Linked DNA regions of Sus scrofa: regions 2, 3, 4, 5, 6 and 7 are each linked to region 1. Evidence: chromatin contacts called from public HiChIP or PLAC-seq and promoter capture Hi-C data. All regions are on one chromosome and are shown on one strand. Each heading gives the region's core, a stretch centred on a gene start, on an enhancer-like site or on the middle of the called end of the contact. The rest is flanking DNA. Distances are from core to core; before and after follow the strand shown. Region 1 holds the start of TMEM129 (E3 ubiquitin-protein ligase TM129). Region 2 holds the start of SLC26A1 (sulfate anion transporter 1). Region 3 holds the start of CFAP99 (cilia- and flagella-associated protein 99). Region 4 holds the start of FGFRL1 (fibroblast growth factor receptor-like 1). Region 5 holds the start of MXD4 (max dimerization protein 4). Region 6 holds the start of HAUS3 (HAUS augmin-like complex subunit 3). Region 7 holds the start of LOC110262036.

The links. Promoter capture Hi-C pulls out the DNA fragments that hold promoters and counts their contacts. HiChIP or PLAC-seq counts read pairs in DNA pulled down with a chosen protein or histone mark.
Region 2: a contact with region 1 is called in an H3K27ac HiChIP or PLAC-seq map of alveolar macrophages. The contact joins the promoter of SLC26A1 here to the promoter of TMEM129 in region 1. A contact is called at or near these places in 1 of 5 promoter capture datasets (fetal skeletal muscle) and 1 of 2 datasets of contacts at active chromatin or transcription factors (alveolar macrophages).
Region 3: a promoter capture Hi-C map of fetal liver shows a contact between it and region 1, with 2.7 times the contacts expected there. The contact joins the promoter of CFAP99 here to the promoter of TMEM129 in region 1. A contact is called at or near these places in 1 of 5 promoter capture datasets (fetal liver) and 1 of 2 datasets of contacts at active chromatin or transcription factors (alveolar macrophages).
Region 4: a contact with region 1 is called in an H3K27ac HiChIP or PLAC-seq map of alveolar macrophages. The contact joins the promoter of FGFRL1 here to the promoter of TMEM129 in region 1. A contact is called at or near these places in 1 of 5 promoter capture datasets (liver) and 1 of 2 datasets of contacts at active chromatin or transcription factors (alveolar macrophages).
Region 5: a contact with region 1 is called in an H3K27ac HiChIP or PLAC-seq map of alveolar macrophages. The contact joins the promoter of MXD4 here to the promoter of TMEM129 in region 1. A contact is called at or near these places in 1 of 47 Hi-C or Micro-C datasets (liver) and 1 of 2 datasets of contacts at active chromatin or transcription factors (alveolar macrophages).
Region 6: a contact with region 1 is called in an H3K27ac HiChIP or PLAC-seq map of alveolar macrophages. The contact joins the promoter of HAUS3 here to the promoter of TMEM129 in region 1. A contact is called at or near these places in 1 of 5 promoter capture datasets (fetal skeletal muscle), 1 of 47 Hi-C or Micro-C datasets (embryonic fibroblasts) and 1 of 2 datasets of contacts at active chromatin or transcription factors (alveolar macrophages).
Region 7: a contact with region 1 is called in an H3K27ac HiChIP or PLAC-seq map of alveolar macrophages. The contact joins the promoter of LOC110262036 here to the promoter of TMEM129 in region 1.

The regions. Positions count from the first base shown.
Region 1 is chr8:824,175-828,317 of Sscrofa11.1, forward strand. It overlaps TMEM129 (E3 ubiquitin-protein ligase TM129), which reads right to left and starts at 2,059. Exons shown (of 4, transcript XM_003128802.4): 1 at 804-2,059. The coding sequence starts at 1,008. TACC3 (transforming acidic coiled-coil-containing protein 3) reads left to right here and starts at 1,259. Exons shown (of 16, transcript XM_003128804.5): 1 at 1,259-1,677; 2 at 3,382-3,544; 3 at 3,699-3,841. The coding sequence starts at 3,383.
Region 2 is chr8:343,642-347,784 of Sscrofa11.1, forward strand. It overlaps SLC26A1 (sulfate anion transporter 1), which reads right to left and starts at 2,314. Exons shown (of 3, transcript XM_021100851.1): 1 at 1-2,314. It overlaps IDUA (alpha-L-iduronidase), which reads left to right. Exons shown (of 14, transcript XM_021100852.1): 3 at 3,231-3,316; 4 at 3,455-3,562; 5 at 3,822-3,917; 6 at 4,012-4,143.
Region 3 is chr8:1,310,884-1,315,026 of Sscrofa11.1, forward strand. It overlaps CFAP99 (cilia- and flagella-associated protein 99), which reads left to right and starts at 2,206. Exons shown (of 16, transcript XM_021100933.1): 1 at 2,206-2,413. It overlaps ZFYVE28 (lateral signaling target protein 2 homolog), which reads right to left and starts at 2,054. Exons shown (of 12, transcript XM_021100929.1): 1 at 1,600-2,054. The coding sequence starts at 1,638.
Region 4 is chr8:362,984-367,126 of Sscrofa11.1, forward strand. FGFRL1 (fibroblast growth factor receptor-like 1) reads left to right here and starts at 2,384. Exons shown (of 7, transcript XM_021100856.1): 1 at 2,384-2,489; 2 at 3,065-3,169. The coding sequence starts at 3,081. It overlaps LOC110262031 (a long non-coding RNA gene), which reads right to left and starts at 3,174. Exons shown (of 3, transcript XR_002346510.1): 1 at 3,048-3,174; 2 at 198-239.
Region 5 is chr8:1,215,100-1,219,242 of Sscrofa11.1, forward strand. MXD4 (max dimerization protein 4) reads right to left here and starts at 1,708. Exons shown (of 6, transcript XM_003482330.3): 1 at 1,482-1,708; 2 at 1,282-1,381. The coding sequence starts at 1,545.
Region 6 is chr8:1,196,827-1,200,969 of Sscrofa11.1, forward strand. HAUS3 (HAUS augmin-like complex subunit 3) reads right to left here and starts at 1,691. Exons shown (of 6, transcript XM_021100924.1): 1 at 1,554-1,691; 2 at 897-955; 3 at 1-260. The coding sequence starts at 119. POLN (DNA polymerase nu) reads right to left here and starts at 1,712. Exons shown (of 26, transcript XM_021100921.1): 1 at 1,614-1,712; 2 at 897-955.
Region 7 is chr8:468,140-472,282 of Sscrofa11.1, forward strand. LOC110262036 reads left to right here and starts at 2,475. Exons shown (of 3, transcript XM_021100876.1): 1 at 2,475-3,513; 2 at 3,763-4,143. The coding sequence starts at 3,283. The region is part of intron 1 of LOC110262037 (a long non-coding RNA gene); the gene reads right to left.

The DNA of each region.
Region 1 (4,143 bases), core at 809-3,308:
TTCTCCCGGAAACCGGTGAACGGGCACCCCTGCCCCGCAGGGAAGCTAGGTGGAGCGACCAGCTCCCCACCCTGGCCCTGCCTCTATCCTGGCATGGGCTGTCTTTTGCCCGCCTTCCCCACGGGGCAGGCAGCCCCCAGGCACAGGCCCACCTCGTCAGACCAGCCCAGCCCTTCCCAGCCACTTTCCACTGGCCCAGGCTGTATCTCCCTGATGCCAGCTGGAAACCCCTCCCATGTCCACCATGGCAGCTCCAGACAGGGCTGGCCACCGCCACCCGCCCTCCCCCACTTACGTGTGAGCCCAAGTTCTCCAGAGATTCCGCGCTTAGGACCCCACTCTCCAACCAGTCAGCCTCCCAGAGGCCAGTTAGCACCTGGCTCACCTGCCCAGCACAGCCCCTGGCAACACCTGAGCTTCCTGGCCGCACACACGCCTCTCCCCGCCCCGCACCTGAGACGCTCTCAACTGCAGTCGCCCTCCCTGCCTGCCCTTCCTGCACCCCTCTTCCAAGGACTGGGGCCGGCCACCTCTGTTGGCATCATGCCCCTTTCCTGGGAGCTGCCCCTAGGTGACAGCTCCCCACCTGCCCCAGTGACCAGAGCATCCTCTCCCCCAGGGTTCTGCTGCCCGCAAGAGGCAGCTGCGACCAGCACCCTCCTCCTCGCACGGGGCGCTTAGCCCACGGCCTCGGCTCTGCGGCCCGCGCGCGCTCCCCCGTCTCTTCCCCCCTGGGGTCCGGGAGATGGGCCTCCAGCGCCCCCCCCCCGCCCCCAGCTCCGCCGCGCGCCCCGCGAGCTCACCGAGCGGCAGCAGCGAGTGGCACAGCAGCGTGGCGGCCGTGCGGCGCAGGTGGTAGGGCACGAAGGCGGCGTCCTCGCTGCCCAGCCAGCCCGACAGCAGGTTCTGCACCGTGAGCCCGGCCGAGTGGAACTCGGTGGGGGTGAACACGAAGCATACGGCGAACACCAGGTAGGCCAGCGTGAAGGTGACCTCGGGGCTGTCCATCGCGCCGCCGTAGCCGCCGGGAAGCCGTCCGGGCGAGGCCCCCCGCCCCGGGGCGCAAAACAGGCCTCAGCGTCCGCGTCCGGTAGGCGCCGGGGCCGCGCGGGGCGCCCTGGGACGTGTAGTCCCCACCCTCAGGCCGCTCGCGGGGCGCTCTGGGAAATGAAGTTCCAGGACCCCGCTCGCGGCCAGACGTCCTGAGCCGCCGCGGCAGTCCTCGCGAGGGTTTGGAGCCTCCCCACGACCCGCCCTGAGGGCGGCGCTGAACTTGGCTCCATTCCACAGCTGGGAATACAGACTCGGGCGAGCAGCTCTCAGGCCCTGGGCCTTTCCGCGCAGCCCAGGCGCGTCTGCGCAGAGCCCGAGATTCCTGGGCGACGGCGGGCCCCGCACTCACCGCCCGCTCTCGAGCCGCGTTTCACCTTCGTCTGCTGGACGAGCCTGGGCTACCGAGAATTCCAGGGGCCGCCCTGCCTAGCGTGCCGCCTCGCCCGGAAGCGGAAGCCGCCTCTTGGGCGCAGCCTCCCATTGGCCTTCGACGCCCTGTGTCCCGCCCCGGCCACGCGCTGATTGGCCGTACGCGCCAACCGTCGATATTTGAATCGGCGGCGGGCAGCCGGGCTCCCGGACACGGCGCCTCCCGCTCCTTCGGTTCCGCGCAGCGGCCGGCAGGTAAGACGGCGACCGGGTCCGGGCTCGGGGCTCCGTTCCTGCCTCTTCTGGCCTGTCCTCGGGCCTTAGCCTGTCGCAGTGGCGGCCTGGACACGGATCTCTGACTCCTCCCGCGGCGCCGCGGTGCCCACAGTCGGCTCTCCTCGCCCCCCCCACCTCGGGGCGCCCCCTTCCCCGGGGTCCCATCTCGCCCGCACTCATCCAGCCGGCCCGGCCGCAGCTGGCAGCGGAGCCGGTGGGCTCTCGGCCCTGCCTCCCGAGGACGCCTAGTGGCCCCTATATCGCCCTCCACGAGGACCCTCCGGCCGGTCGCACCGGTCTTCCCTCTCCCCGGTGACCTCGCCCAGCCCCCGGCCCCCTGTGGCGGTGACCCGCACTGGCACTCCGCCCCTGACCAGCCTCCGCCTTGCTGCCCGGCCCCTCCTCCCGGCGCAGCCCCACCTGTGAGTCATCACCGACCCCGCGGCACCTGCAGCAGAAACCTGGGCTCCAGCGCTGATTCTCAAGAGCCTGCCGGCAGGCCCTCGACGCCAGTCCTCCTCCGCGCTGGCCTCGCCCCTTCTGCTCAGGAGCCGCCTCCCTGGCCCCCCGTCATTAGTAGGAGCCAAACCCGTAGAGGCTGCCATTGTCGCACCCCCACCTTCCCCAGGTGAAGGGATCCCACAGAAAGGGTGCTCTAAGTCTCCCTCCTGTGGCCCAGGGCCCTCCGGCCCCTCCCCGTTTCACCCCGTCCCCCAGGCCAAACCCAGTAGTCCCCCTTGACTTAGGCTTCCCTTTCCCACCTCCCCACGCCGCGTGTGGGCCTGCTGGCCAAGCCAGGGCTGACCGCTCCCCCCTGGCCACAGACAAGAGCCTCTGGCTCCCTGCTTCCCTCCTCCCGCTCCCTGCTCCACACGCAGCACCCAACCCCACACCCTCCAGGCGGCTCATCCCCCTGACCTCACCTCGTTCCAGGGCACCCGTGTTCCTTAGGCCCCAGCCGTTTTGCTCTTGCAGCTGAGGTCCCCGGGGCCCCCACCCCCAGCAGGTACCTGTGCTGCCCAGTTTTCTGGTGACTCCTAAGTTGGGAATGCCGGGTAGGTGACCATGATGAATTTGGGAAGGAGGAGTAGGACTATTCTAGAACCTCGTGGACCCGACCGGAGGCCCCTGGTGTGTTTCTAGTCTCCAGACCCTGGTGTAGAAGCACCTCAACTCCCCACAGGTGATCCTGCACGTGCCGCTTGTTACCATCCCTGCTCCTCCTCTGAGCCTTGGCCCTCCTGGCGCCCCCGTCGGTGGGCAGAGAGCCAGCTGCCCTGCCCTTCTGCTTTTCTGCCCTCCTCCATCTCGGCTGCCTGCTCCAGCCCCAGTGCCAAGGCCTCTGCCAGTTTTGTCACAGATCAGCCCTTATCTGTCTCCCAACTTTTACCCACAAAGTTCCAGTTATTTCGAGGACCTGTTCTTCCTTCTTGCCCTGTGGGCTGAGAGCCCTCCTAGCTCTTTCTCCCGGGAGGGGCAGCTCCCCCCAGAACGGGATAAGGACACGCTCTGGCAGAGGACATGCTGCCTGCGGTGTCTCACACACACACACACACGCCCGTGCAGGAAGGGGACGTCCACCCTGCGGCACCGTGGGGTCAGCTCGCTTGTCTTCACATATGTGCGTCTAGACAACAGGGTGTCCCCGCCCTCCTCTTGACTCACAACTCTCTGCTTTCCCAGAATGAGTCTGCACGTCTTCAGTGATGAAAATGTCACTGGTGACAGAAGTACAGAAAATTGCGACTTCCTGTTTTCACCACTGGAACTTACCGGAAGATCATCTGTCCTCCGGCTGTCCCAGAAAGAAAATGTGCCGCCCAAGAGCACAGCCAAAGCCACGAAGGTGAGCCCCGCAGATCTCCTGGGGGTCACACGTGCAGTCCCGGGGCCTGCTTTCCCGGGGCCTTAGCCAGCTGGCCGGGCGGGGCCCGGTGGCTTCTAGTGTGGTGGGGGAAGGTGTGAGTTATTGGACGAGTGCCTTCCTGTCTCCCCGACAGGTGACTTTTCAGACACCTCTGCGGGATCCACAGACTCACCGGATCTTAAGTCCCAGCATGGGCAGCAAGCTGGACGCTTCTTCAGCTCTAGGGGACACCGTTGGACTAGAAAGCTCTCATCAAGGCCGGGCCCGGAAAGAGAGGTAAGTGTTGGCGCTGTTTGGCAACCCGCAATCGGTAACCTCTCCGGCGGACTCCGCAGGAAAACGTCCGAGCTGGTTCCTCCTGGTCTCTGCTCCAAGTTTGTGTGGGAGTTGGAAGTCGTTTCTTCCTGGAAAGCGAATTGCGAAACGGGGGAAGTTTAAACCTCACACTCCACTCCTCTGTTGTGCCCTTGCCGACAACTTGGCCTTGGTTTTTGTTTGTCTCTGGGCATGAAATGTCCTGGCCGCATTTCCATGGAGGGACACTCTGTGGCTTTGCTGCTTTTCTTCCCTCCTGCCAT
Region 2 (4,143 bases), core at 1,064-3,563, 480 kb before region 1:
TGCCCCTCACCAGCTTTGATCTCCCCAGTGCCCCTCCCGACGGGGGGCTGAACTGGTTGGAGACAGAGGGTTCCCAAGTCTGGGGGTTCTGGTCCCCGGGGGCAGCTCTACGGGCCCCCAGGGCAGTCCTTGGTGCCAAGGCTGGATGGGTCTGTGGACATTCAAGTCCACCCTACTGGCAGGCTAGGGACGGCTTGGGGCTGGGGCTCCTCTGGTGCTGCCCCAGGACACTGAGGTGGGAGGTGTCAGCATTTACCAGACCAGGCCACCAGGATCAGCGGAGAAAGCCCAGAGCCGGGGCTTAGGTGCATCGCCCACGCCTGCTCCCCCTCCCCACCCCCCACCTGTGGGACTTTGGAACCTATCTGCTGCCGCCCATTTAATTTTTACCCAAGCGCTTAAGTTTATTTTTTTTTTTTCGGGTTTTTTTGCTACTGGTTGTGACCTTTGGAGGGGGAGGGGCGCCCCCCCCCCAGAGGCGGGAGGACGCAGCCCACGCCCACCAGCGAGCGGGTTCTGTGACCCTGCAGGAGCCCGAGGCACCTGTGTCCATGGCGGCTGGACTTGAGCCCAGGTTCGTCCTTGACCGTTGCACTGAAGAGTGGGGGGAGAGGAAGCCCGGAAGGGAGAGAGATGTTGATTCGTCCAGATCCTCGAGGCGACAGGGGGGCAGCGCTGGGGTGGCCTGGCTGGCGGGTACAGGGGCACTGACCGACCCAGAGCAGCTCGGCCGGAACGCCGCCTCGCTCCCTCCTCTCCCTGCGCTCGCCGGGCGAACCCGGCGGCCGCAAGAGGGCGCAGCTGCACCCCTCTGGGCAGTGCCTTTGCTCCCCCTGCTCTGTCCCTCAGGGCCTCGCCAGCCCCGCCTGCCTGGGCTCACCTTGGGTTCAGTGCCCTGCTCCGCGCCCTCCCTCGCCTTGGCGGGATCGCTGAGCACCAGCTTCCTCACCCGGCTCCAGCCTTGGGCGTCCACCCTACGTGGACAAACCTGAGACCCAGCTTCCATCGGCTTATCCCTCCCGGCCTCCGCCAAAGTGAAACCTAGTCGGAGAGGCTGTGCTGAACCCCCGGTCCCAGCTCCCCTCCAGTCCATCACCGTCCCTCCCACTTGTAAACCCGTCCGCCCCAGCTCCCTCTCGATGCCTCTGCAGACAGCATCTAGGTTTTCCTTCTGCTCCACCCAGGCCACCTCCTGGTCTTCTTGTCATGAACCCCCTGAGCCAAGGCCTTCTGATGGGGGACCCTTCTTCCAGGTCCCCGGGGGGCCATCTTCCAGCTCCCTGCTCTTGCTGCAACTGACCACAAAGGGATCCTTTCAAAACATCATGGCAAAGACAAAACCATGGCGACAGTAAAAAAAATCAGGGGTTTGGTGGGGTGGGGGGAGCATGAATATCCTTTTTAGCCAGAGCATGTGGGAGTTCCTGAGCCAGGGCTTGAACCTGCGCTACTGCAGTAACCAGAGCCACAGCAGTGACAACATGGGATCCTTAACCTGCTGAGCCACAAGGGAACTCTGAGCATAGGGTTTTTAGGTCCAAGAAAACACTGTATGATCTTGGTGGTAGATCATGTGTCTTTCCAAACCCCAAAATGTATAGCACCAGGTGAACCTTAATGTAAACTGTGGATTTGGGGTGACTAAGATGTCGGCGTAGGTTTATCAGTTGTAAGAAGCATCCCGCTCTGGGCTGTTGATCACGGGGGAGACTGTGCTTGTGGAGAGGAGGCCGGTGGCGGGGGCGGGGAGCTTCTGTACCTCCTCAGTTTTGCTGTGAACCCAAAACCACTCTAAAAAAAAAAAAAAAATTGAATCTTGGAGTTCTCACTGTGGCGCAGTGGGTTAAGAACCTGACTTTAGCATCTCGGGCTGCTGTGGATATGCGGGTTCAATCCCTGGCCCGGCACAGTGGGTTAAAGGATCTCGTGTGGGAGTTCCTGTTATGGCTCAGCGGAAACGAATCTGACTAGTATCCATGAGGACGCAAGTTCGATCCCTGGCCTCGCTCAGTGGGTTAAGGATCCAGCATTGCTGTGAGCTGTGGTGTAGGCCAGCGGCTGTAGCTCCAATTTGACCCCTAGCTTGGGAACTTCCACATGCCACCAATGCAGCCCTAAAAAGACAAAAAAAAATTAAATAAATAAAATAAAGGATTTCGTGTTGCCGTAGCTATGCAGAGGTCCCAGCTGCAGCTTAGATTCAATCTCTAGCTGAGGAAATTATGGCAAAGTAATAACATAATAATTGTAACAATAATGTCTTAAAAACACACAAACAGGAGTTCCCGCCGTGGCGCAGTGGTTAACGAATCTGACTAGGAACCATGAGGTTGCGGGTTCGATCCCTGGCCTTGCTCAGTGGGTTAACGATCTGGTGTTGCCGTGAGCTGTGGTGTGGGTCGCAGACGCGGCTCAGATCCCGAGTTGCTGTGGCTCTGGCGTAGGCCGGTGGCTACAGCTACAATTCGACCCCTAGCCTGGGAACCTGCATATGCCGCGGGAGCGGCCCTAGAAAAGGCTAAAAGACAAAAAACAAAACCCACACACAAACAAAAAAGCTGTGGTACTTCCTGCTCTGTGTGGATCTCTGAAAGGACTCCCCGTTTCGCCCCAAGTCAGGCTCCCTTCTCACGTGGCCCCAAGGCACCAGGTGACCTCCCTTCCCTCGACTCGCGCCCTCTTCCGCCCCAGGCCCGTGGCTCCTGTCCGCGGCCTGGTTGTCACACGTTCATTTCTATGTGAGGAGTGCGTGCAGGGGGGAGGCTGTCCTTGCCCCGCTCCTGCTCCCATGGTGTCTCTCAGAGTGCAGCAGGGGGACCAGGTACTGCCGAACCAAATGTGGGGCCCTGGCCTCCGGGAGGTGCAGAGAAACAGAATGTGGGCCCACAGAGTCCCACCAGGTTCTCCTCCAGCCTTGCGCTTCTCCGTCAGCTGTCTTTAGGACGCCTTGTTCTCCCCGTCTCCATCCTCTTGTCCCACTCCCAGGCCCCAGGTTGTTCTGAGCCCCCAAAGACTTGAGGGTGGGATTCCAGTGCAGGCACATGAGTTCATACTAGGCTGTGAGTGACTAATAGGCTTACATAGTTGATGTGTGCCAAGGAGAGGGGCCTATTTAGCCTGGAGCCTAGTCCCGAATGGCACCTTGCAAGCTCCCTAGCTGCTTGAATGTGGCCACAGCTCCAGGCCCAGGCCCACGTCCCCCAACCTTGACACTGAGTGTCCTTCTACAGGAGGTCAGCTGGACAGGGACTGAGCTACAATTTCACCCACTTGGATCGATACCTGGACCTTCTCAGGGAGAACCAGCTCCTCCCAGGTGAACCACTGACCCCACCGTCTCCCACTGGCCTGGCCTTTCCGGGTCCTCCTGGTTGCCCAGTCAGGTCCTGCCTCGGTGCTGGCCTGGGGGAGCCAGGCAGGTGAGCAGTGGGACAGCCACCTTCGTGTGCTGCAGGCTTTGAGCTGATGGGCAGCCCCTCTGGACACTTCACGGACTTTGAGGACAAGCAGCAGGTGTTCGAGTGGAGGAACCTGGTCTCGCTCCTGGCTAGGAGATACGTTGGTGGGTGGGGCCCATGCCCTTTGGGGATGGGGGCGCTTCTGGGCAGGCTTTCCTTCTGCACCACCCAGGCCATCTCCCGGTCTTCTTGTCATGAGCCCCCTGAGCCAAGGCCTTCTGATGGGGGCGGGGGGGGAGCTCCCAGTGACACCGCCATCGCATCCAAACCGCCCACCGCGGGTGCCCTCCCCGGGGTTCGGGATGCACTCGTGTCCCTGCCCCAGGGGAGGGCCCCTCTTGCCACAGCAGGGACTCTCTGCAGGTAGGTACGGACTCAAGCACGTTTCCAAGTGGAATTTTGAGACGTGGAACGAGCCGGACCACCACGACTTTGACAACGTGTCCATGACCTTGCAAGGTGGGCAGGCTTCCCGGGGTCCTGCGGGAGCTGAGAGAGGGGGGCAGTGGCCCTCTGACCTGGGGGGTGAGGACTCTGTGTCCCTCCCACCCAGGCTTCTTGAACTACTACGACGCCTGCTCCGAGGGTCTGCGAGCTGCCAGCCCAGCTCTGCGCCTGGGTGGTCCTGGCGACTCCTTCCATGACCCACCACGCTCCCCATTGTGCTGGGGCCTCCTGGCGCACT
Region 3 (4,143 bases), core at 956-3,455, 490 kb after region 1:
CCCCCTTCCCCTGGCAGCCTACACAGTGCTAGCAGGCAGGACTGAGAGCCACCTTGGAGGGGACCGAGGCAAGGGAAGGGTTGGGCAGAAGGCAGGGGCCCCAAACCACAGGTACTGCCAGGAAGCACCAGGGTCACAGCAAGACACCACCAATAAGGAGCTGCCACAGGACAAGGAGATGGGGGGAGGGGGACAGGGCTGCACAGGTGCGCCAGGCAAGAAAGAGTCTGAATCCCCTCTGGGTGAAGCAGGGGGTGGTCCCAGGCATCCTAAGCCCTCAACCAACACTCAGAGAACTCTCCGCCCCCAAAGGCAACCAAGCACAAGCACTTCAGTCCCTGAACTCACCCCAGGACCTTGGGTGTCTGTCTTCCAACAGACCTGCTCCCTCCCCGAATGGGGGCACCAGGATAGCACAGATTTCAGGGCGCCCCATCCCAAAGATCAACCTTGGTGGGGGAGGGGAGCAGAGAAGCCAGATCCAGAGGAAGGGTCAGCCTAGGGGTTGTTCCTTGGGTTGTCAGCTACACTACGGCCTCGGAGTCTGGATGTCCGAGGCACCTGGACGTGACCACCGGACCCACCCGACCGCGACATCCCTCCCCCCGACCCCCGCCAAGACCCCAGCGCCCCCGCCCTACACGGTCCCAGCCCCCAGCGTGCACCCCTGGACGCCTAGGGTGTGCCCAGGACCCTGCGCCCGGCTCCTGGGCACCGCTGCACCGCACCCTAACCAGCTCCGGCCTCAACAGGCACGAACTAGGCGGACCGCGGGGACGCAGCGCCCGCAGTGCGACTGGCGCAGCTGCTGAGGCGCGGGGCGCGCTGCCCAGACCCTGACCCCACCGCCCGGGAGGGGCGGGAGGGGCGCCGCGCCGGGGGACCGCACCTCCCGCCCCGCTGAGCCTGCAGCCCCGGACGCGCTCACCCCGCCGCCGGGCAGTGGACTGCCCTGGATTCGAGAGCACGCGAGTGGGCACGGGACAAGAATGGGGACGCGAACTGGGCCGAGGTGCGGATCGGTCCCGGTTGGGGAAGGCAGGGCAGGGACCGTGGGATGCGGATCCGCTCTGGACACAGGGAAGGTCTCCAAACCTAGGAGAGAGGACATGGGGGTCTCCTCCAGAACCTGGGGGAAGTGGGAGAGGGTCGGTGCCGGAGTGCGGAGCGAGGTTGGGAGGAAAATTGTGGGGGGGGAGGGTGTTGGAAGGGGAACCTGGAAGTCATCCCTGGTGCAGGGCGGGAGATGGAAAGGTCTTTCCGGGACCCAGGTGAAGTCTGTTTGAAGGAGGGGGGTCTGTTCGGGCTGCAGGTCGGGGACCACGAGGCGCAAGCAGGGCACCACGCAGGACCGGACTGAGAAGGGAGAGGGGCCTTTCTGGCAGCCAGCAGGCGCGGGGAGGGAGTGCACCCCGGCCTGCAGGGAAGAGCAGAAACGGCGGTTTGGGACCGGGCGGCGGGGGGGGACCCGCCGAAGGAGGAGGGCGACGGTGTGGGCAAACCTTGAAGTGGAGGAAGGGGTATCGGCAGCACCACGTAGAGGCCTATCCCGACGAGCAAAGGAGGTCTGCCTCGGCAGCGAGGGACGGGGCGTCTCACCTTGGGTTTGTACAGCCACTTTCGGAACCTGTTCATCATCGCCGCGCCGGCCCGGCCCGGCCCCGGCGGCCCTGACCTCCGCAGCGCTGCGCCCGGGCCCCGCTACGGCGCTGGGCGGACGCGGGGCAGGGCCGGGCCGGGGTCCCGCGCAGACCTGGGGTGCCGGGAGGGCGGCGGTCAGGGGCGCGTTGCAGGTGCGCTGCCAGGAGATGCTCCGAGGGCAGCGCGTGGCGCGGACCCGCAGACCACGAAGGGCAGGCGGGCGGACAGGCTGACGGACACGGCACCCGGGCGCCGGCTGCTCGCAGCTCACTGACACCCGGTGCCTCTGCCCGCCACCGCCGCCCGCGCCACACATGCGCCAACGCGCCGCGAGCCCCCTACCCGCCGCGAGCAGCCGAGGTTGCCCAATCGGCGCTCTGCGCCGCGCCGCGCCCCGCCCCGCCCGAGGCGCGCTCCCCCGCAGGCGACCCGGCGCGCCCTGCGAGGTGGGGAACTCCAAGTCCCGACCGGTATTGCGGGGAGGCGGAGCCCTGGATGCGGCGACCTCTGTCTCGCCGCAGGCGCTGTGCATTCTGGGGGTGGTAGTCTTCCCGCCGACGGCCCCGGAGCGTGAAGCGGTTGCTAGGTGACGATGCCTAAACTGCACCCCAGCACCTCCCCTGCGCAGGGAGTTGCCAAGATACCAGCGGAAAAGTGAAGAGGGGAACCCACTTCTATTGCCGCGTCTCCCGGCGCCTGCCGGTCCGGGCAGCTGCGGCGGGCGGCGGCGAGAAGCAAGATTCAGGAGCGCCCGCGGAATCCCCCCAAGCAGGTGCGGGGAAAGGGACCCGAAAGGGGGAGGGGGCGGGCAAAACGCACCTCCTCAGCACCGGCTCTCGCACCCGCAGCTTCCCTAGATCTTCAGGAAAGATCTCGTTTCTTTGCTTCCCATCTTCTTGCTTTCGCTCACCACCTTTTGAGTTTTCTTCCCACTCTTTGACTAAAGTTAACTGTGCTTTTTTTTTTTTTTTCAATCGTCACAGTAAACGGTGCTTTTAAAACAGATATTCTCCTACATTCACTACTTCCCCCAACGGTACCCTAATTTGGAGCAAATTCTGAGAACCTCTAATGTGCCTGGCAAAAAGCTAAGAACATGTGTGTGGTCTCACTTCAAACTCCCACTGGTGCCTAAAGAAACAGGCCGAGCGAGGCTGCCGAGGTCTGGCTGTCGGAAGGGGCCCCCGCCCCCCTCAGCACCACTTCGGGTGTTCTGTGCGTGCAGATTTAGGATGCTTGAGAGGCAGGCAGCTCTCCCTGGATAAAGAATGTATTCTCTGCTGCTCATGTCATCACTGGCCCAGGGTCCAGGTGCTCAGATGGTTCTGGACTCCCTGACCCCTCTTGCCGAGGTCCAGCCCCAGCAGCCAGGGAGTGCCGACGGAGAGGATGGGCTACAAACGGCGCGGAAAGAATTGGAGCCAACTCCTCAGCTGCATGCTGCAGATGACCCAATTTATTAAATGAAAAGCATCAGTTTTTATACCATTTCACAATCAGATTTCGTGTAAGATTTAACATTAACATTTGATTTAAAGCCCTTTTGTTCCCTCCACCCGAGATACAAAAAATAAGGTCAGTTAAAACATGTTCCTTTCAACTTCAGATTTTCCTACAAGATTACAAACTTAAAGTTTCACACTGTATTTTTCTTAAAAGGTCAACAACAGTAGCTATTCTATTCTATATTAAGAACAAAGCTTTAATAAGTAATAAACTATGATACCTAACATTCTTTAACTAAAGGTGTATGTGGTTAACAAAACGCATGAAAGCTTTGGGCTCATGGCATTCTTAAAACCACGATTTATTTGGCGCCAGCAAGCTAAGCATTTAACCTATTGTACTGATTTACGTAAGTTCCAAACCACCAATTTCAATAGAAAGGAGTATTATACCCAAAAATTAACAAATGCCCCCACAAGGGATGAAAGCTACAAGTGACACTGTTAAAAATATATCTATTATAGAAAATAGCAATTTATAGGCCAAACAACATTTTCCCAGCCCCAAACTTCTTTTTAAGTAAAGGGACTGAAATCATAAGTTTCCCCTGTATACTCTCACAAAATAGGTGCCATAAATTGTTACTCCAAAACAAAGGCTTTTTCCATTACATTGTTTAAACAACTTCATTCTGTTTTGGTTCAAGTGTTTTACGTACCCAGGGCAAATCTTTAGCAGTAAGAAAGCTGTGACTAGAGATAGAAAAGGAAAGATAAACACAGAAAAATAGATTAACATATTTTTAGGGGATATCATTTTTATTTTCCTGGAACCGAAGTCTTTCAAGGGATTGCTCTGCAATCCTTCTTCTTTCTTCAGCTTGTCTGTAGCTCTGCTAACCAGACAAGCCCCACGCATCCGCAATCCTTCTTCTTTCTTCAGCTTGTCTGTAGCTCTGCTAACCAGACAAGCCTCATGCAGGTGCCGACTGTGTCTTTGCTTTCTTTACTGGAGCAGCCCTATGGCTCCCGACACCCTCTATTCCGTTAAAGTCAA
Region 4 (4,143 bases), core at 1,134-3,633, 460 kb before region 1:
AGGAACGTTGGCGGGGGGGGGGAGGGGGGGAATCACCACCACCCACCTGACAGGTGCCCACACCATCCAGAGTCAGAATTTGGGAATGTGCCTTCTCGCTGGCTTGGGAGGGGTGGGCAACCTGGGTCTTGATGGGCCCCAGACCCTGATGGCTGGCAACCCCTGACCCAGCTCTCCTCTGCCCTGGGCATACTGACCTGTTCCAGTTTTCCTGGAAGGGTTCCTGGAAGAGGAAGCTCCTGAGAAGAGAGGAAGGGAACAGCATGGGCAAAGGTCCAGTGGAGATGGAGGGAGTGCTGCATGGGGTGGGGGTCAGAGCTGGGGGGGGTGAGAGATAGACGAAACCCAAGCATCCAGGGCCTCAGGGGTGGCGGGTTTGGGGTTGAGGGCCCTAGAGAGGCAGAAGTCGGTGATGCGTTTTAAAATGATGGGCCTCAGAGTTCCTATTGTGGCGCAGCGGAAATGAATCTGACGAGGAATCATGAGGCTGCGGGTTCGATCCCTGGCCTCGCTCAGTGGGTTAAAGATCCTGCATTACCATGAGCTGTGGTGTAGGTCGCCGATGCAGCTCAGACCCTGCATTTCTGGGGCTGTGGTGTACCCGGCAGCTGTAGCTCCGATTAGGCCCCTAGCCTGGGAACCTCCATGTGCCACGGGTAGGGCCCTAAAAAGCAAAAAAATAAAATAAAATAAAACGATGAGCCTCACTTCCAGCCAATTGACAGTGAAGGGGAAGCTGGGGAGGGGGCGGAGCCTGGCCCACCCATTCAGCCCAGAGAGGATGGGGGTGCGGGGAGTCGGAGACACCCTGAGGAATGGAAGTAGGTGCGGAGTGGTAGCCATTGTGTGCGTGCATTGCTGAGAAAGAAAGGAAAGGGCGGAGTTCCAGACCCCTAGCCTGGAAACCTCCACATGCCTCAGACAAAAACAAACAAACAAACAAACAAAATAAAGGAAAGGGCAGTGTGGAGAAAGATCCACAGGAGTGCTGGACTCTGCAGTGCAGTGGCTCCAACCCTAGACATGCCAAGTGCTGGCTGGGAAATCCTGGGTAAATGCCTGCCTCCTCTGTGCCTGCGTTTCATCTGCACAAGCAACAGCAAGACACCTACCTGGCTGTGAGGATAAAAGGTGGCAGTGTATGCGGCCTTCTCTTTTTTTTTTTTTTTTTTTTTTGGTCTTTTGAGGGCCGCACCTGCATCATATAGGGGTCTCATCGGAGCTCTAGCCGCGGGCCTACACCACAGCCACAGCAACGCCAGCTCCGAATCACGTCTGCGACCTACACCATAGGTCACGGTGATGCTGGACCCTTTAATCCCACTGAGCAAGGCCAGGGATCGAACCGGAGTCCTCACGGATGCTAGTCGGGTTCATTAACCGCTGAGCTAGGACGGGAACTCCGGGTCTTCTCTATCTTTAACGGGTATTAATGTCTTTGGGTTGCCATGGCCGTCTGGTGGGATGAGCGGAGGGAACGTACCTGCTCGTGGTCAAGGGGATCAGGTAAGCCAGGGCGTCGGGGCAGGACCTCTGTGCCTCACACCACCCGAGACTGGCCTTCCCTGGAGTCACTTGGGGCCGGAGCAGAGGCATCTTAGATCTCCCCTCTGCTCCCACACGACAACCCGGGGCTCAGACCTCAGGGCCCTGACCGCACAGCCGGAGCTCGATCAGAGCCAGCTTCGGAAGTGCGGGGGGGTTTCGTGGCCTGAGCTTGGGGGCTCTGACGCGGGCGCGAACAGGTGCAGGTGTGAGGCAGGTGTTGCGGGATCTGGAGGTGCGCGAGGCGGGGCTGGGCCAGGGCAGGGCGGTTGACAATGAGGGGGCGGGGCGTATTGGGCGGGGACGGGTGGGAACCTAGTGGAGGCGGGGCCCGGGTCCGGCCTGGGGCGTGACGGGCTGCGCAGGGGCGTGGCTGGGCCGGAGCCGGGCGGGGCGGGGCGGGGGCGGAGCCGCACCCCGGGGAGCCGCCCCGCCCGCTGGCCGCCTGCACCGAGAGGGTTAAGGCCTGGAGCCAGGCGGGCGGGGCGGGCGCGCGCAGGGATTGGAGGAAAGTTTGGGCTCGGGGAGGGGCTAGGGGCGGGAAGAGGGGCGGGGCGGGGCGCCCACGGCGTGTCGATTGGCGGGAAGTTGTGTCGGGGCGGGGCGCGCGGCGGGCTCGGCGCTCGCTCCGGGAGAGTTGACAAAGCCCCGCAGGGAAGGACGCCTCGCGGCGCGGCGCCCCGGGCCCCTCGCCCCGCCGCCCCGGGACCCCGGCCCCGGCCCCAGGACCCACCCCGCCGTCCGCCCCGCCCCCGACCCCCGCCCCGGCCCTGGCCCCCGCCCCGGCCCGGGCCCGAGCCGCCTGCGCCCAGGTAGCGCCGCCCCGTCCCGAGGCCGGGCCCGGGGGCGCGGGGCGGCGGGGTGCGGCGCCCGGGGCGGCGATGTCCGCGCAGCGCGCCCCGCGGGCCCGGCCCTGAGCCTCGCCGCCCGCGAGCCCTGCCGAGGTGAGCCCCTCTGAGCGCGCCCGCGATCCCTGGGGCAGAGTGGGAGGAACGATTCGAGAGAGCCAGGGGCTGGGGCCGGGGGCGGGGGCGGGGGCCGAGAGCGTCCCGGTCCCAGCTCTGCGGTCGAGGGTGGGGGGGTTTGCTGCCTGCACCGGCACGCGCCGCCGTCGCTCCAGTCGGGCCCGAAGTCCTGCCTGCGCCCCGCCCCGCCCTGCACCCCACGTGGGCCCCCCCAGCGCAAATTTGTCCGCTAATGGCGCAGGCGATTATCTTCGGGGCCGCCGGTGTTGTGTGTCCCGAGGGCAGGGCCCAAGTTACAAGCGCCAGGAATCCAGACGGTGTTTGGGGGGGGGCGGGGGAGGTCGGTAATTAGTGTAAACCCTTTGTCTGCCTTTGATACCCACGGTTCCCCCGCCGCCGCTTCCTTCGCCCGGAGCGCGGCAGGGAAGGCGGGGCGGCCGGCACCCCGATCCGCGCGGCCCAGGGCTGGGGTGCTGGCAGCTCCTGGGCCCTAGTCTGGGGGAGGTGGCGATCCCCACTCCTGCGCCACTGACCGACCTTTGAATACCTCCCAGGTCCGCGCTGGCCGAGATGACGCCGAGCCCGGTGTTGGTGCTGCTGCTGCTGCCGCCGCTGCTGCTGCTGGGGGCCCTCCCGCCGGCCGCCGCCGCCCGAGGTGAGTGCTGGCGCCCAGCCCGGCGCCCCGGCCTCCGCCAGCGCCGCCCCTTTCCCTCCGGCCCTGAACCCTGCCCCAGTGCCCGCCTGGCGCGCGTGCCTGCGCCCCGCCCCTGTTGGCTCCTTCTGACCGACCCCTCACCCACGGGGCGCCCTAGCTCACCCACGCGGCCCCCCACCACCCCCGTCTACCCGCAGGTCACCCCTTACTTTCGAGGCACCCCAGTTCACCCATGGGGCACCCCTCACCCGCAGGGCTCTCTAGTTCACTGATGCGGCCCCCCACTCACCCATGGGGCACTGCAGCTTACCTCTGAGCCCGCCTCTCCTATTGTGGCGCCCTGGCTCACCTGTGGGGCACCGCAGCTCACCTGTGGGCCCCCCTCACCTATAGAGTATCCTCATGTCACCCATGAGGTACCCCCAGCTCACCCACGGGTTCCCTCTGACTCTCAGCTTGTCTGTGGGGCCCCTTTCTTGCTGGCAGGGTGGGCTCTGGCCCCAGTTCCCCTCAGGACACACGCATACACACACACACACCCCTGCAGCTGAGGGCAGCTGCTTATGGTGGATTCTTGGGGGATGGGCTGCTGGGCCACTGTCGACCCAATTAGGCCCCTGGGAACCTGTGGAGACCCCCATAGTGGTAAGGGTTGGGTGTGGGACAGTGGGGACATTCTTGGCATCTGGGACTCATAAACCAGCCCTGGGCCCTAGGCCTACCTGTCTCCAGGAAGGGACAGGGTGGGACTCTGGGGCCGAGTTCGCAGCACATGGCGTAGGGCTGGAGGCCTGTCTTAAGGCAGACCCTGAGACCACCTACTTGAAGCTGCGTTGTTTCTTTTTGCGTGTGCCACACCAGGACCTGGACGTGGGCTCACACACCCGCAGTGCAAGGGAGGCCCTGGCGCCTGCACCGGCCCCAGCAAGGGCCGGCCTCTGCAGATGGGCTGGGGCGATGCGTGCCCGCAGATCCCAC
Region 5 (4,143 bases), core at 458-2,957, 390 kb after region 1:
TTAATTAGCATTTGCATGAGAATCTCAGCTATGATGGTAGCTATGGGCCCTGGGTACCCTATGCCACAGGAGGAAAAGGTCACAGGCCCAAGTTTTCCATGGGTGGCAGGGTGCTTGGCACAGTGAGAACCAACAGCAGGGGCCTGGCTCGCTCACGGACACCTAAGGCAGTGGTGTCCCCCACCAAACGGTCCCCAACAGGCGACCAGGGGCTGGGACTTAGAGGCACGTCCAGCCAGAGCAGATGGAGCCTCAATCAATTGCTTGCCAGGCCGAGGGTGCCAGGACGTCACAGGAGATGGGTCCCTGAGCCAGCCTTTCTGTTTCCCAAGAATGAGCACGCCACAGGAATGAGCCGCGCCCTCTGCCAAGGGGCCCCAAAGCCCCCTGGAAAGGCAGCTCCCAGCCTGGTGACATGGTCCAGGGCCAAAGTGGGCCCCTGGGCAGTGCCAGGTGTGCCGTGGTCCCCACAGCGGCCAGGAGAGTGTAATCCCACAGAAACCCTACCGGAAGGTCCTCACTGCCACCCAGGGATATGCACCCCCACGTTCAGGCGCCTACAGCCAGGGTACAAGGCCAGAGCAAGAAGAGGGGTCTCTGGCACTGGGAGAGGCTGCTGCACGTGGCCCCACAAGCTCTTCCGGCCCCCTTAAAAAGGGCCTTCTGACCCAAAGAAGGGGACACCCTCCCCCCGCACGGGTCGCTGGAGTTTCACTTGTGTCAGGAGTTTGGGAAGGAGCGGTGGGCACCGTGCGAGGGCTGAAGGCCCAGGGCAGGGCTTCCACACTTCTTTGTGCAGGTCCCTGGGGTGGGAGGACTCAGTCCAGTGGCGGGGCTCGGTCCTTGGAGACAGTGCAGCCCACCCGCCCGCGGGGGCAGAGGTCGCGGCCAGCAGCCCCACGCTGCCCTGCACCAAACCTCAGTTTCCCTAAACCCACCGGGGATCCGCCAGCGCCCCTGACAACTTTTTTTCCTGCCAGGAAAAGTACAGAACAACTTGGGGGCGGGGAGCGACTGCGGGAGGAGACCCCGGGCGGCGGGCGCTGTACGCGTGGCACTGTTTACGCGAGAGTCCGAGGAGGCGCGGCCCGCGGGAAGATGGCGACGGCGCGGGCGGGGCCGGCCGGGAGGGGCTGTCGCGGCCCGGGCATGCCTCCTCCTCCAGGCTGGCCGCCGGGGCGTGCAGCGGCGGCGGCCGGGCTACAGGCTGGGGTCGGGCCGGGGGAGGGCGCTCCCGGGGCGTAAGCCCCGGGCCTGGGGGCGCCGCGCGGGGGGTAGTACCTGTTGTTCGGGGCCTTGCGCACCAGGCCAGCCGCCTTTGTTTTCTTCCTGGCAAAGTCGCCATCGAAGGGCAGCACCGAGGCGTACCCGTGCTCGGCCTCTGCAGACAGACGGCGCGGTCAGCTGGCCCCCGCCCGGGTCCCGGCCCCGCCGCCGCCCGCCCGCCCGCGGCCCGGCGCACAAAGGGGCGCAGGCGCTACCTCGGTCCCTGCGCTCCAGGTACTCGGCCGCCTCCAGCAGGATCAGCAGGGAATTCAGCTCCATCCTCCCGCCCACCCCGCGTGCGCGCTCCGGGACGGCGGCGGCCGCTGCCCGGCCCGCTCCGGCCGGCTCCGCTCGCCGCCTGCCCCGCGCGCCCTGCGGCTCCACTTCCCCGACTCTCGCGGACTCCTAGCGCGCTCGGCCGCCACCCTCCGCTTCGGGCCCTCAAATTGACACATAAGGGCGAGCGGCGGCCGGCACAACCAATGGGAGTCGGCGATCAGGCTCCGGGGGCGGGCACCGGACTGGGTCGGGGCCAATAGGAGCCGGCCGAACGCCTCGGGCCGGGCCGAGAATGTTGACAGATGCGAAGCTCGGTTCCGATAGGCCCGCCGCGGTAGTAACAATTTAGAAGCCCAAGCTTAGCAACAGCACGTGGTGGCCCGGCCCCCGCGCTCGCTGACTGGCGGCAGGCGTGCATGTTAAGTAGGCGCCGCGCGCCGATTGGCCCAGAGCGGTCTATGTAAAATAGGCACGGCGGACCAATGGCCGGCCTCGGGGCGCGCAGCCAATGAGGGCGCTGCGGCCGGACGCGTTGCCGAGAGGAAGCAGAGGGCTGTGGGATCGCCTGCCGCCCGGCCACGAGCCAGGGCCCGTTAGGGCGCAGGGAGCATCCCAAATACCCCGCCGGTGCGCCGGATCTGCACACACCGTGCACAGGAACCTGTCGCCCCGGGCCTGCTGCCATAACTGGCTTCGCGGAAGCTCGGGGCCTCGCGGTCTCCTCGGAGGTCTCTCGTGGGGCTGCAAAACGACAGCCCTCCTCGTCGGACACAGCGCGATCCCAGGAAAGGCTAGGGTTTGGAAGAGGGGCCTAGACGGAGGATCTCAGTAGGAAACTGAGGCCCGGAGCTGCAGGGGTCCCTCAGAGCTGCCCAGTGGACCCTAGGGCTGAAGGAAGGATGTGAGAAGAGAAGGGTGCCAAGATCTGCCGCCGCAGGGCTCCCATGAGTGGAGGGCTGCGTGCTCCTGTCTGGCCCAAAGGGTGGGGACATTCCAAGAGGCGAGCGCTTGTCCCCTCTGGCCATGGAAGCGCTTTCTAGGGAAGAGAATTGCCCTTCGTGGGAGGGGCGAGAGCTCCCGGCTGGCGGGCTGGCAGGTGGCCCTAGTGACGCCTGACCCTAAGCTGGCCCCATTGGAGCAGGGACTGGCAGGTTAGGGGCAGCCCCAGACTGGCCACAGGCCTCCTTAATTTTCCCTCTCACTGGTCGTTGAGACTGATGGCCTGGGAGCTCCTGTACAGGGGGCCAGCTAGCTGGAGATTCTGGGGTGCAAGGTGGCTGGACACCCCCTCCAACACAGACACTCTGCTGCTGCCAGCACAACAGGACAAAACTAAAAACCTCACAGTTTCAGCCTGAGGGCCTGTTGAAAGCTTTATATGCATTTCCTTGTTTCGAGAAGGACTGACAGAGCTGGGAATCCTGAGGTTAGGGACTCCCCAGGGTCTCCCAGCCACCCCTGCCCTCCCCAGCACCCTCCCCCCCCCCACTGCCTCCCCCATGGATTAGTGCTCCCATATGCTTGGCCAGGGCTAGTGACTCGGCATGGAGACCAAACCACCTCCTGGTCCAGCACAACTTGCAGGGGTGGGAGCCACCACTGTGGTGACCTGAGAAATGGGGTTAGGAACGTGTGCCCCCAGAGGGTGGCAGGACCCGGTGAGGGACTTGGAAACTGCCATTAGACAGCCCTGCATGGACATTAAAATCACAGCATTAACCCCTGCCCCTTCTGCTCCTGCCCCACAGCCACCCAGGGCCAGGGCAGCGTCCCTCTCAAGAGCTGGGTGCTGTGGCCTCCAGGTCTACCTGTGAGCGAGGTCAAGGAGGACACCAAGCTCGGGGACAGCCGGGTGCATTCTGGGCTCTGGGGTAGTGGAGGCAGGGTGTTCCCTGCTTATGTGAGGGCTGGGTTGCTGGTCCCTGTCCTAAAGCCAGAACCTGTGCCTGTGTGAGTGCACCTGCTGGACGCCTACCCTCCTCTCTGCTGTGGGGCATGAGGTGTGCTTTGTAGCACAGTGGACAGCATGGTGCCCAGGTGTGACTACAGAAGCCTGTGCCAGCTGCCTCCTGGCCTGAGAGGAGGCGGGGGGGGGGTCCCCATCTTGCCTTGGGCTGCATCTGGGCTATTTGGGGGACCTTTCCCTCAGCCACACTGGGAACAGGCCACTTCCCAGTGCCCGCATGGTCCACACTGCCTGTGAGCGTGGGCGCCACTGTTCCCTGGGGAAGCGGGGCCAGAAGGGGCCTGGCTGGTGGTGGGAGTGAGGGGCTGGGCAAGAAAGAGGACCTGGTGCGGGTGCAGCATCTGGGTCCCAGACCGAGGGGGCAGCTCCGGGGGGCAACGTGTGGGCCAGAAGGCAGTGGGTAGGGGAAGGAGAGAGGCAGTGGGAACCACCGGCGTGTCCTCCAGCCACGCCTTGCTCGGGGCGGGCCCTGCGGCCGGGAGCCCAGAGCGCCCAGAGCATGCAGAGCCGAGGTTGCGGGGGCGTGTGTTGTGGGGGATCTATGGGGGGGATGGTCTCACCGACGTCAAGCCTCCACACAGGGTCTTGAGGCACCCCCCCCCAGGTGGGAGGGGCAATCCTGGGGCAGACAT
Region 6 (4,143 bases), core at 441-2,940, 370 kb after region 1:
AAAAATGATTCATTTTCAGCAGTCTCAAACAACCAGTCAAAATCTTCCCCATTAAGAATATCAGCTTTGGGGTAATCTATTTTTTTTAATGTTTCCACAAACTCTTTTCCACAACTCATGGTTTAACTACCCAATTTCTTTTATAAGTGATAAGGCTTTATGGTATTGATATTCATAAAATAAATCCAAATACATACAAAACTAATGTTAAGTCCACAGGGAAGGGAGAAAAGTATTTTTAGAATCTATAATAATTCCTCCTAGAGGGAAAAAAAAACAAGTATTAGACCCAAATAAGGCAACTATATCTTTAAAAGAATGATACAGATAAATATCACAAGGTATTTGGGAACCATCTATCCCACAGATAGTTGTAGCAGAAAAACCTGATAAAGAGAAACAATGAGAATATTACTTAGAACACTACAACAGTAAGGAAAACTTAATTAACCATAATTTTTTTCCAAAGATAACATGGTTTAAAATACATTAAACTTCCCATTTGGGCTCAGCAGGTTAAGAACCCAACTAGTAGCCATGAAGATACGGGTTCGTCCCCTGGCCTCACTCAACGGGTTAAGGATCCAGCATTGTGAGCTGTGGTGTAGGTCGCAGACATGGCTTGGACCTGGTGTGGCTGTGGCCTAGGCCGGCAGCTGCAGCTGTGATTCCACCCTTAGCCTGGGAACGTCCTTCTACATGCCGCTGGAGTGGCCCTAAAAAACAAACAAAAAAACCCCCGCTATATTTTATAGTGTAAGGGTTCAGTTTTTAATTTAAAATAAACGAATCTAAACATGTCCAAGCCATCATGCAGCAAAGGAGCCTCTTTTCTCTGTCCTTCTTGAGAAAATGTAAATAAACATAGGATTTTTGAGAGTCAGCTAAATATTTACCTCAATGACTCAATCAGCATCCACCTTCGAGACAGAACCCAAGTCCAGACACAATCGACCTGGTGCAGAGAAAATCAGGTTTAAGAACCACTCCGGCTTGAGACGCACCAAAGGACCGAGCAGTCATCAAGTAACGGTATTCCAGGCATGTTACTTTCAACAAGGGGAAAGTCCCGGAGTCGGACTGAGTGACGGGACACGAGGTACATGAGGTACAGACGAGGGTCGCACTGACTCCTCTGCGGCCCTCTGTGACCCTGTGTGGTTCAGCGACGACCTGCACGCGTGCCGAGAAAACAACCGTCCTCAAACCTCAGAGTCGGCCTCGAAGACAAACTGCACGAACCCCAGCGGGTGACGGGCCGGCTGGGGCGTCCCAGCAGCGCCTCGGGGCCAGGCCGGACCCCAGGCCGCGCCCCCCGCCCCGGCGTCCCCCGCCCGCTAGAGCCCCCCCCCGGGAGCCCCGCCGGGCCCCCGGCCCCCCTGCCGGCGCCCCCAGCCAGCCCCGGAGCCCCCAGTCTCCCGCCGCGCCCTCCGCCCCTCACTCCGCCCCGGACGCGGCCGCTCGCCCTGAGGACCGCGACTACACCGCGCGGGCACACACTCGCGCGCCTGAAAAACGTCCCCAGGGGCTCCCAGAAGAGGCAGACCACTGACCGGCGCTGCTCCCACAGCCCCCCGCCCGCTCGCGAGCACCGCGAGGCCCGGGCCGCTCGCCTCAGGAGGCTCTGCTCGCTTCAACTGCCAGTCTCCCCGCGCCTCGCACTGCCTCACGGGAGCGCGGCTCCCGCCCGCGCGCGCGCGCGCCGGAAGGGGAGGCTGGGCCGCCGGAGGCGGTCTGCGCAGGCGCAGTGGCGGAAGAGGCGGGGCCTGGGGGGGCGGGCCCCGTCCTGACGCCTGCCAGCAGGAAGCGAGCTGATTGGCTTCCCGCCGCAGGGGCGGGACCAGGACGCGCGTCGGGTTGAGGAGGGGTCTGGGGGTAGCCTCGCGGAGCGGTCGGGTCTCGCGGGGCTGTGCGCCTGCATGCAGCCCGCCCTGGGTCCTCGCTCTCTGTGGAGGGCTCTCAGGGTCCCCCTCGCTGGGTCGGGAGCGCGCACGCCCTGCCCCCCGCCCGCCGCGTGACCGGGCAGCCCAGGCTGGGTGGCCGTTGCTTCCGGTCCTCCCAGGCCCCTGGGCCGCCCTCCCCTCCGGAGTAGGCGTGGACAAGCTCGCGGAGCAGACCCACTCGCTTCAGTCTTGAAAGATGAATGCTACTTTGCAAGAGTACTCCGTTCCCGAACTCTCACCTGACAATCTCATTTTCAAAATCTGACTTTTAAAAGTTGAAATTATAGCTCATATAAACAGAGCCGTTCTGTTTACGATGGATCACTTTTTCCAAGCAGAAGATGCTGCAGTCGGTGAAAGTAGCAGTGCTTCTTAAATAAGATTGCCAAGTTTGAGGTAAATCTGGTTGACGGCCCGCCCTACAGGCCAATGAAATCAGACGTTTGAGGTTATCATTTGTGTTGGACAGAATTCATTTGCATCTGTACCAGGCCAAAATCATTTTGACTTCCCAGTCTTCTACAAATTAACATCTAAATGTGCAAGGTTGGGGCCCTAGCCCTCTCTGCAGTCCGTGTGCCCACACGCCCAGCATCAAATGACCCTAAGGTAGCTAATTAGATAACGGCAGGGTCTGGTGTGGTCTGGTGTGATGTTGGAAGGGCAGAAGTCTCTCTGGATGACTTTTCTTAGTGTTTTGTTTTGGTTTTTTAGGGCTTTAGGGCCGCACCTGCGGCATATGGAAGTTCCTAGGCTAGAGGTTGAATGGGAGCTGCGGCTGCCAGCCTACATCACAGCCACAGCAATGCCTGATCTGCTTCAGCTCACCGCAAGGTGGGATCCTTAACTGACTAAGCGAGGCCAGGGTTTGAACACCATCCTCATGGATACTAGTCAGGTTCTTAACCCACTGAGCCACAAGGGAACGCCTTACTATTTTTAAGGAAAGGATAAAGTTATGGGGCAGATGTCATGCATTAATCTTGAACGTACTTCCTATTCTTCATCTTCCTATTCTTCATTTGTTTAACTTTTCTAAGCCTCTTCAACAAGACACTAAAGCCTAAAATGATTGGAAAAACAAACATCACAAAAGGAAAAATTCAGAGAGCAGTGCCTGGGCTGACCCCAGGGGCCTGGACGCGGGAGGAGATGGTCCTATTGGCAAGGCAAGCTGGGCGGGTAGGTTGCAGCCCCTGGGCGGGGAAGACTCCCTTGCCCAGCCTGGGCACCACTGATGGGGGCGGGGGAGGGGGATGTGCCGCCAGCAGAGGAGCTGAGCCGGCTTATGGAGAGGAAGTGGATGCTGTGTAGGCAGCGCCTTCAAGAAATTCTGCTGAGGAGGCAAAGATTGAGGGAGAGAGAGCGAGAGAGCAGCAGGACAACAGGAGATGAGGGGGTGGGAAGGCAGAGCTGTGGGGAGGGCTTTTTTGTTTTAAGATGGGAGGAACTTGAGGATATTTATAGACTGTGAGGAGCAACTCGGAAGAGACGGAGTAAAGATGCCAGAAAGAACAGGGCTGCTGTATAGACAGACCCCCAGGAAACCGATGGTGAGAGCGCAGCACCAGGCCGAGTTGGGAGCCCCCCTTTCCGAGCGACTCCTTTCTGGACCTGCAGCAAATTCCCCTTATGGTTTTGAATTGCTGACCGTAGTTAGCAATTGCTTGAAAAATGTTTGTGGGGCCAAAAAAAGCCATAAAAATCTAAAGTAAAAATCACACCCGTATTAGCCCCAGGGTACAAATGACAAATGATAACTATGTGGACTCAGGAAGTTTTCCTCAAAAACTTGACGTATTGAGGCATTTCTGTACTTGAGGTTGCATTTCGAATTTAAGAAAGCTGGTATGTTACATTTACTTTTTTTTTTTTCTTTTTAGGGCCAGATTTGCAGCATATGGAAGTTCCCAAGCGGAGGGTCGAATCAGAGCTACAGCTGCGGGTCTACACCACAGCCGCAGCAGCTCGGGATCCTTAACCCACTGATCCAGGCCAGGGATCAAACCCACATCCTCATGGATACTAGTCGGGTTCATTACCACTGAGCCACAGTAGGAACTCCTACATTTATTTCTAAGCTTTCCTTCCTCCCATCAGAATCATTTGGGGCTTTAGCGGGGAACTTAGGGAGTCAAAAGGTAAGGGGGACCCAGGAACGAATCTTCCCCGAGAAAGCCCATGAGACTCGGCTGGACTA
Region 7 (4,143 bases), core at 1,225-3,724, 360 kb before region 1:
CGGCCCTGTCGCCCCCGAGCCAGACGGAGGAAGCACGATGGCTTTTCTCAAGGCAGCAGCTTTGCCGAGGGGTCATTCACGTGATAGCGTCTCCGGACTCAAGCGTACAATTTATTCACGGGGTTGTGCAACCGTCGCGTCTGTCCAATTCCAGGACGTGTCCCTCACCCCGCAGAGAAATCCCGGACCCGCCAGCCGTCGCCCCCGGGGCCCCGGCCGCCCGGAGTCCGCCCTCCTGGGCCTCTGCCGGAGCTGGGCGTTGGCAGGGACAGACGTGGCAGGTCTCACGCCTGTTGGTGCTGCTGTCACCGGCTTGCTCCTCAGGCTGCTTGTCCCGGGCGGGCGGAGGGGTCGTGTTGTGACCACGCTTCACCTCCTGCCACCTCGCAGCTGCTGCGACGTCTGGGGGCAGGTTTCGGTGCAGGTGTTCGGACGCTCGGGGTTCGTGCCAAGGAGTGGAGCTGCTGGACTGCGTGGCTGCTCTGTCTGAAGTGCGCCCCTGCCCCCCGTGCCGCTCTCGCGCCAGCACTGGTCACCTGTCTCACTCTGATGTGCTCTCCATGGTGACTGCTGATGCCAGCTGTCCCAGGCGGGGGCCCGTCCCTGTGAATTTCTAGGAGCCCGTGTGCAAGTCCTCGGCCGGCCGGCTCAGCCCTCTCCCTGTTGACTGTGGACCTGCAGGGTCAGTACGGCACTTCTACAACCGCTGCACCTGGAGGGAGCGCTGTCCGTGGCCAGAAACAGCCACATGGCCTCTTGAACCCAGCTTGAAGGGCGCCCCGAGAATGTGAGGGGCCTCGGCGGGGGAAGACCCTATGGGGGGTGGCCTGGCGTTGTGTCACATGTGGGAAGGGCAGGGCGGGCCTCACCTGCTCTTCCAGCAGCAGAGCCTTAGCTGCGCACGTGTCATCGAGGTCGGGAGGCGGGGGTGCCACCCTTCGCCCCCCCCGCCCCCGCCGTCACGTTGTGCGCTTCCTCCAGCGCGACGTTTGAGCTGAGACCACCTACGGCGGCTGTCATCAGCGCGCTCCCCTCATCCCTCCTCCAAGCAGAAGCTGCTTTGGTTTCTCAACAGCCGCCCTTCTGAATTCGCCTGTGGCTTCTGTTTCGGGTCATTCCCAAGCCTGCTCGAGGTCGCAGCGGGGTCTGTGTGTGTCCAGGTTCTTTCTGGGGCTCCTGGCCGGGGGGGGGGGGGCACACCCGTCATTGTGGCTGAGGCGGGGCACCCGCCCGGCCCCTCCTCACGGCCCCAGTGCTCCGTGGCTGTGCTCCAGGAGGAGGGCAGGGGAGGGGAGGAAGGAGGTGAGGGGGCAGCTAGGGAGAGAGGGTCACAGAGTGGGGACGTGAAGGTCTCTAGGGTCCGTGTTGCTGGCCGCGAGCTGCGGGCACAACTGGGTGGACAGACTGCACTGTTCCTGCCCCCTGCCCCCCGACGGGGCCTGGGAACAGCGAGGTGAGGGGGCCCAGGGCCGTGGGTACGGCTGGACGGGCCCCTCGCCCAGCTCCCCTGGAGGAGTCCCGGGGCTGCGGGGATTCCATTGCAAAGAAAGCCAGTGGCCACGCGTGGCTCCGGCAGGCCTGGCCCCGTCGCTCCAGGGCCGTCCGAGCTCCCACGCGGCGTCCAGCCTGCCCCGTCTTCTCCCGTCCGCCCAGGGAGCCTGGGGCGGCTTTTCCCCCATGGGCTCCAGGCCAGTCTCCGCGGGACCAAGGAGCAGCCTTTTCCTTGGCAACGTCCAGGCGCCCATTTGCCAGAACACTCACCACTTGCCCTGGAAAGCTGGCCCCTGGCCCTGCGCTTGGGCTGCTACCCTGGGCCTTCCCAGCTGGTTACCAGGCCCCCCGGGGACAGTGCGGCCCTGGGGGCCGTGACCACATGCTGCTCAGACAGGGACACAGAGCTGGAGCCCGGCTGAAGGGGGGTCCTCTATCCCCAGCCTCGCTGCCCCCAGGGCTGGCCTGGCCCCCACCACGGGCACCTCCTCTGCCTGCCCCTGCCTCCCCCAGACCCCGCCCCGCCTCTTCCCAGGGTCTGGGTGGAAGGGTGCAGGACCAGCCCTCCATCTGGCCGCAACCCCGTGCAGCACTGCACACATTCTGCGGGATGCGCCGAGGTCAGCAGCGGGAGGAGGAGGGGCTGGGAAGGGCTACCTCCTGGAGCAGGCCGGGGAGAGTGGCCAGGACAGGTGGGCAGGGCTGCGTGTGAGGGGAGGACCCCCTGGGACAGAACCCCCTGGGACGGCCAGAGAGATACATGGCAGGAGTGGGACATTAGCAGAGGACAGGGCCTTTTGCCCTCAAGGACAGGAAGGAGGGGGTTCTGTCCCATCCCCACGGCCAGGATGCAGGGGCTCTGGGCTCCGGAGACCACACCAGCGCCAACCGGCGGCTGACCCGAGGTCGCTTTCCCCCAAGGGAAACCCTGGCCTTTCTGAGTGGCAGGAGGAGTCTGCCCTGCCTGGGGAGGCCTCGGGGGGGGGGGGGCGGGGGGCGGGCGGTGCTTTCTTCCTGACCCCTGAGGCGCAACCCAGCCTCTCTGCCTGGTCCCTGCCCTGGCCTCCCCTGCCCCGCCCCGCCCCGGCAAACGTCCTGCGCTCCTGGCCCCAGGCAGGGAGAGTCTCATCTGAACCTAGGCCCAGGATCTGGCTGGGGTGGGCTCCTAGAGGCAGTGTGCGTGGGAGACGGAAACCTGGGCGAAGGGACACAGTGTCTGAGCAGCCAAAACGCCCCTGGCCCTCCTGAGACCAACCGCCAGGTGCAAAGTCAGTAAGTGTGTAAACAAATAAACGGCGAATGAGGACACTGGATGTACAACACAGGCTGTAGGTAAAGTCTAATTTCCTTAATATACAAAGAGCTCCTACAAACCAATGAGAAAAAGGCCGGCCATACTGTGCCAAAGAGAAAATAGATGAAGACAAGGCCCAGGCCAGCAAGACACGGACCGTGGGCAGTTTCACTGGTACTGGGCAACAAGCACAAGCAGGGGGGCCATTTCTCCCTGTGGCCTCAACCACAGGACCCGTGATGTTTGGGAACCTGCTGACTGTGCGGCTGTGGGGAAGTGGTGCCCTCCTAGCGGCTGGGAGTGTCGACTGGCCCGTTGGGGACCATGTCCCCAGATGACACAGGCGCGTATCTTGGACTAACTCTTCCGCCCTGCGGATCTGTTCGCTGGGGACACGGACCCACAGGACAAGCGCAGGCGGAGGGGCTGGGTAAGCCAAGGGTGACTCATCTGCAGGTGGAGTCACGCAGCCATTACCAAGGTCACTGGCAAGGCCGATGCGCAGGGCTGCGCCCTGGGGAGGGCTGGGAGGGACCCAGAATGCGACGGCCCCAGGCTCTCAGGCTGGGCAGTGCGCCCTCACCTCTGCCTCTCTTGGCCTCTCGGAGGCCGTCCCCAGCCATCTTTTATCCTGTGAGGGAGCCCTCGAGCTGCTGTTGGAGGTGGCCTGGGGGCAGCAGGAGACTCTGGGACAGGGATGTACTGGCGCTTGGGCCTCGGTGCTTCAGGTCTGAGCAGAGGGTCGGGGACACTGCCTGGGGTGGCACGTCCCCACCAGGGCTGCTGGGCTCCGTGCCGTGACCCAGGCTGGCCTGGACACCATGGGCCAGGGGAGAGGCCCGTGGGGCAGCCAGGGGGGTGCTACGGGGACAGGGGGGCGGGTGCTGGTCCCGGGGAGCGGGAGGCGGGTCCCTGGTGGGGGGGGAGCTCCCGGGAGCTGGGCGCCGGCCCAGAGGACCAGATGGTTTTCTTCACAGGGGCAGGAGTCCGGAAGAGCCTTGCAGCTGGCCTCATCTCCGTGCTTCTCCCTGATGTTGTTTTTTGCTGGAAAATCCAGCCTGCAAAGCCAGCTGGGCGCCGGCCCGGAGCAGCTGGGGCCAAGCGGCCGGTGCTCTGGCAGATGCAGGCTTGATGCCTCTTCCTGCCTCCTCCGGGCCCAAAGCTGGTGGGGGCAGCAGCGAAGGGGCCTGGCCAGTGGATACCCGAGGCCGCAAGGAGAGCGCCCGCCTCCCTGCTCAGGCCACCCCAGGAGAAAAGTCCCCAAACTCCCGCAGAGCCCAGCACATCCGCAGATCCTGGCGACGGGCGTCCACTGCCGTCCCCATGGCCCTGAGCCCCTGACCAAGGACCACGGCAGC